2 separate regions of the Gossypium hirsutum genome follow, and region 2 is linked to region 1. Evidence: chromatin contacts called from public Hi-C data. All regions are on one chromosome and are shown on one strand. The core of a region is the stretch at or near the end of the contact, and the rest is flanking DNA. Distances in the headings are between cores, read along the strand shown.

Region 1 (3,001 bases), core at 320-2,819:
AGAAAATCTAAACTAAAAGATGTCAAAACTTAAAACAGAGAAAACAAGGATCCAAGATGGACTAGAAACATTATTGCACCTCAGCTATGATGGCTGGTGTATCAAAATCAGGCTCTCCAGCAGCCAATCGAATAACAGGGACACCAGCTTGTGCAAGAGCAGTTGCATGATCAGTTATAGCCACTGTCTTTGAAGGCTTCACAGAGTTAACTCTAGGGCTCAAAGAGATATCAAGTTTCACTTGGTCGCTGCTACTCTCTGTCTTTGACATTGCAGTTATTCTATATGACTGTTGTTTAGAAGTCTCAACAGATCTGCCAAGAAGTATATACAACCAGACAATGAAATTCTCTAATATATCCAGTGCTCCCTTCTCCCTTTGGGAAATAATTAAGACTTTTGAGACAACTTTTCTTTAATTCTCACACAAACAAAAAAATGCCAGCACAAAATGCTTTCCTTGTTTAATCTTCAAGTTTATAGATAGTGCCACAAAGGGAAGTTTCTTAAATTAAAATGGTTCTGCAACTTCAATGAATCAGCTTAAGGAATGGAATAAACTAAGAATAAAGATGTTTCTCTTTACACTTCCATTAAAAAAAAAAAAGACAATACTCATGAAACCACTTCCATAGCAATCTCGTAGAAAATATTTAATAACATATGTTTCTTTATTTCAATATTCCATGTTCTCTTATACAGCGGATGATATCAAAACAGAATAAACGAAAATTGATTTGACCAACAAATTAGTGTCTCTGCAGATTGCTAAGGATAAACTAAAATCTGCAAAAGAAGCAAAGAAGCTAACATTGAGGCAGTGTCAAGTAAAATCTGCAAATGCATCAGTGATTCAACTGATGATCCAGAATCAAATTTCTGGATTTTCTTCAATGAACTGAATAGACAGATTATATGTTAAATGCAATCACAACCCAATATTGCTCCCCCTAGAATTTAAAAAAAAAAGCTAGAAACATTAAGATGCCGGAAAAAGGAACTTACTTTAAGGAAAGATTAGTAATAGAGGAATGGAAAGACACGGAAACGGAGGCCTTGGAAGCAGAATGTGATCCCAAAAATTTTGAGTCGAAGCCAACACCGGAAATTCCTGTTGAGTTATGAAGAGAAACTGCCATTTGTCCGAAGATTGAAGAGAAAACAAATTTTGGGCAAGAGGAGGAGGTTCCTCAGTGAAATAAATAAAAACAAACTCAAAATTAGTCCAGGAAAAATAAGGGGATGGGGGTTGGTGGGAGAACAAGTGGGCTTAATAGTTTATTATTTTATCTCCCTTAATGTTGGAAAGTGAGGTATGGTTGGTTTAAAGTAATAAGGTGGAATTTGAAGGCTTGAAATTTACATCAATCGATGGCGATGAAAGGAGAAAGGAGAGAGATGGGTAGGTGGAAGGATGCTAGTGGGAGCAAACAGTGGAAGTGAAGTCGGGAATTGACCCAATTCCGGGTATGCTGGTTGGCCAACAACTCCATCTCTCCTCGCTTATCACCTTGTACCTTACCTACCCCCTTTCAAACGATTTAAACTGAAATTAATTAATAATAAATTGAGAAACTTGTTTGGGTATAAAACGAAATCTGAACCACGCAAACTATATATACAGTCAATTATAAAAAAAAATTCATTTTAGGGCACCTAAAATAAAAAATTTACAATTTAAATATTAATGTTATATTTTTTAAATATTTTAGTCACTTATTTTAACGAAAAGTTAATATGGCAGTTAAAAAATTAGTATAATAACAAATATAACTTTTAATTTTTTTATATATTGGTAATTTAGTCATAACTTAAAAAAAATAACCTTTAAAATTTATAAATATTCTCATTTTGATTCTAATTCTAAAAACTTCAAAGAAACATATAAAAATACATAAATATTTTTAAAAATATATAATACTAAATTTAAATTTTATATTAATATTAAATATAATAAAAATCATTCCACCTCTTCTTCCTATCATGCAACGTAGATGCTTAAATTACAATTTTTTTTACTTAAGTGATTAAAAAAGTTATAATTAGATAACTATTTGTATAATTTATTCAAATACTAAATACATTATATTTGTTTATTATTATATTATTATCAATCATAAAATAATGTCCAATTAACTTGTAATAACATCTAATATATATACATATATAGACTATAGTAAGATTATGTTGCATTTTTAGAAAATTTAAATTTTAAAGTAATTATTTGCTTGGCAAGTGACACAAAACCAATTTTTAATTACTATTAATCATAGCTTAAAAAAAAACGTTTCCAATATATTTTCTTAAAATTTCCATTAATACTGGTAGTCATCAGAAATTATAATTTTAGTACAATCAACTTTTCTAAGTGGTATCTTTTTCAGGAAACCCTTATAAGATATATATTACTTTTTCTCCCACACATTAATTAACTTTATTGAAAAATTTCACCCCAATTTCATACACGCAATCAATTGATTGCTTCTTCCCTTACTCTATTAAAATTCTACACATCTCACGATCCATTTTATAATTGATATTCTTCAGCTTTGTTGTCCACCACACTTTTATTGTATAAAGTTAATGAAAACTCTTTCATTTTATCCTTTACATATCTGTATTTCCATCACACTAGTTATATCTCATTTTTTCCTTAATTTGTATTTTATTCCAGTATTTATCTTTTTATTTCTTGTTGCGTTTAATTTATATTCAGTAGCGGAACGTAATGGAGATCTAGGAGGTCATGACCTTCTAAAATGATAATGTTTTATTTAGATACTTTATAATTTATAAAATTTTAAATTAGTAATAGTAAAATTTTATTTTATTAACTAAAATAATAAAAATTTAATTTAATCTTTTAAAAATTATAAAATTATAAATTATTAAAATAATAAAATTACATTTCTATTATCATAAAAATATACAATTTAATTCCGACCCAAAACAAATTTCAAGCTCCGCCACTGTCTATATTTATTTCTGTTAGTCTTTCAAG
Region 2 (3,001 bases), core at 283-2,782, 160 kb after region 1:
CTTCTACTGATCGATGGGTACTGATCCATTGTACCAATTGTTGATTTTCGCTTAGAGCTTGCTAGCAAAGCATTTTTTTAAAAAAAACACTTAATATCTTAGTGACTTAAATAAAAAATTTTGAATAGTTCAATGGCTTAAATGAAAATTTTCAAATAATTCAGTAATGAAATTGTAAATTTTTTAATTAATTGATCAAAACGAAAAATTACCATAATTTAATAACTAATGATGTAGTTTACCTTATTTTTTTATTAGAAAAGTAAACAACAAAAAGGAATTCAAAAGGAATAAAATAAAAAGAAATAGATTAAAAAGAGAGATGGATAATTTGTCTCGTTGAACTCTTTATTAATTTATGATTAAAAATGTTAAGATTGAACTTGAAATAATAAACTCCATGAAAAGAATCATTCAACTCTCAAATAAAAATTTGCTTCACCCAAAGTAACAAGAAAATTTCTAACTATATTCGAGTCTCTAATTTGAAAGGTCAGGGCTTCTTTATATTGACACTTAACTGATAAATTTTAAACGAAATATAATTCCTAAAAAATAATTAACTATTCAAATTAACTTTTTTATATAAAAGAAACTCAAAGTAAACGAATATATAAATATTTAATCTCTTAAATTTCTACATAATATATAACTTTAAAAACTTAGGCCTAAAGTGTAGCAAGTGGTGAAAAAGAAACTTCCTAACGGATGCCGCCCACTAAAATCCCATATCAACATGAACTCTCGGTTAATTCTCTCAGATTTAATCCAACGAGTTTTTGGTTATGGGTTTTTTCAAAACGTAAAGAAATGAACTCTTACATAAATGCATTTTACTTAATATTTAATTAATGAGCTTTACTTTTAGTGATTCAACCACATGAAATATTGATATCTTCATTTTTTTTAACTTGAAAAATATATAAAAATTGAATAATAAAAAAACCCTTCAATTACTTAATGTAATTTATAAATAAAATTTAAATAATCTTTCTTGATTTTTTTAAAAAAATATTATTATAGGTTCTAATCATATCTACTCTTTTTGATACAATGTCCAGAACTACTCATAACCCCTCCTCAACCCATAAATATAAAGATAATGCGCTTCAACATACTCGAACCCACGTCCTTCTGTATTGACAACAATACTCATACCAATCGAGTTAAAACTCAATTAACTTTTTTTTCTTGCTTGTTTGATTTCCTCTTCTTTCCTTATAAGATGACTGAATTAACCTCCCACATCAATAAAATTTCAGTGCCGAATTGTCTCATAAGCTATGCTTTCATTATAGATTCTCGATTAAAGACTATCAAACAATCGGGAGCGTATAGATTTGAAGGCGATATCTATATTCACTTTTATCAAACCAATTGGACCACATTGGCTTCAATTTCTACCCTTACAAATGAATCAAAAAGGAAGCAAAACTGAACTAAATACAAAATACCTCTCATTACGTATTGTCCAAGAAACCGGCTTAGGTTGTTGCCCCCGGAAAGGGATATTAAGGTTAACCTGCAGAAATTAAACATTGTTGTACTTGGTGGGCTGAGAATGGCCACTCATGTCCATGGTGTTCACATCACCACACAGCAATCTAGTGGTCCTCAGTAAGAGAGCAGACCAATCGTAAACAAACAGCATGATTATTATTGGTCGTGGATGGATGATTCTGAGCCTTTTAACATTGACATATGATGCACGTTTAATTTTATGATTTAGTATTTTCCCGATAATTAGATCTACTATTCATTAAACCACAAAATATTTATCATTCATCCGTCTTCTTCTTCATTAATTATTGCATGGAGGGTCTGTTTTAGATTTGTCTATTTATTTAGATTGAGATTCGAAATTAAGAAAAGTTTTGAATTCAGCTTCATCTCGTATAAATTCAAATTAATTAATAAAAATATTTTTAAATTAATTTTGTATATCTATAATATATAATCTATAATCTATTAACAGCACGACTTTAAAAAAACTTTTCAATTGGTTAATATAATAATTGTTGTTCATTATATTATTGGAATTGTCACTTTAAATTTATTTTATTATTTATAAGATTTATCACATTTATAAATAAGATTTTTTATTTTACTAAAATATTTTTTTAAAATAAATTTACTTAATAAAATATTTTTCATACTTATATGTAAGAATTCTAGTTCTATTAAAATACGAATTTATATAATAAAAAATAAAAAATTTAAATTTTATATTGAACTACTTTGTATTTAAATTGTTACGTTTTCATTAACAAAAAAAGTAAATATATTATTTAAGTTTTAAGTAAAAATTTTAATTATTTATACAGTAAGTAACTTTATATCTCAAATGTGAAATTTTATAAATAATATGTTTATATAATCTAACATAATATATTATACTTATATTAATTATATATTATCTACGAAGTCAGTTTCTTGATTATTAAGAAAAGAAAATTTGAATATTGAGTATTAAAGTGTTTAGTTTATGATATATCATTTTTTTTTAATTTGTAAAAATACTTTAATTATGATTAGAAAATTTTCTATTAGCACTATATTTGAATTATAAAAATAAATTAATTATTTTAATTATATTTATTAGTCTTATTTTGAATGATGTTACTTTGCATTAATTACATGATATAAAACTATATTGTACACATTAAATATGGTACAAATACTTTAATTATAATTTTAAAATTGATTATTATATTTGAATTTTTATATTTTAATTATGTTCAACAATTCAAATAAAAAATTTAAAGCTAATAATAATTAAAAATAAATTGATTAAAAACTAATTAAAAAAATAAACGCATAATACAATTCATTTGACATTAGAAATTAGTATATATAAAAAACATAAGGTTAAAGAAACTTTTAAACTAACTAGAATACCGTTCCTTTCTTATTATATTACTAATTATTTTACCATTTTAAATATTTTTATTATTTATAAGATTTATATAAATAGTATATATTATAAAAGAATGTATGGAAA

Evidence for each region. A called contact is a pair of places that touch in the nucleus more often than the background predicts.
Region 2: a Hi-C map of leaf shows a contact between it and region 1, with 2.9 times the contacts expected there. The contact joins the enhancer-like site here to the promoter of LOC107954697 in region 1. A contact is called at or near these places in 2 of 34 Hi-C or Micro-C datasets (both in leaf).

The regions. Positions count from the first base shown.
Region 1 is chrA11:41,512,222-41,515,222 of Gossypium_hirsutum_v2.1, forward strand. It overlaps LOC107954697 (bifunctional aspartate aminotransferase and glutamate/aspartate-prephenate aminotransferase), which reads right to left and starts at 1,570. Exons shown (of 10, transcript XM_016890332.2): 1 at 1,006-1,570; 2 at 80-314. The coding sequence starts at 1,139.
Region 2 is chrA11:41,668,094-41,671,094 of Gossypium_hirsutum_v2.1, forward strand. No RefSeq gene overlaps it. Among protein-coding and RNA genes, the nearest start is that of LOC107898405, 150 kb to the right of the region's middle. Within about 2 kb of position 1,533, at least 2 of the 9 cell types and tissues checked have an H3K27ac peak or open chromatin away from gene starts, as enhancers often do. A contact at or near this core is called in leaf, where this site is marked.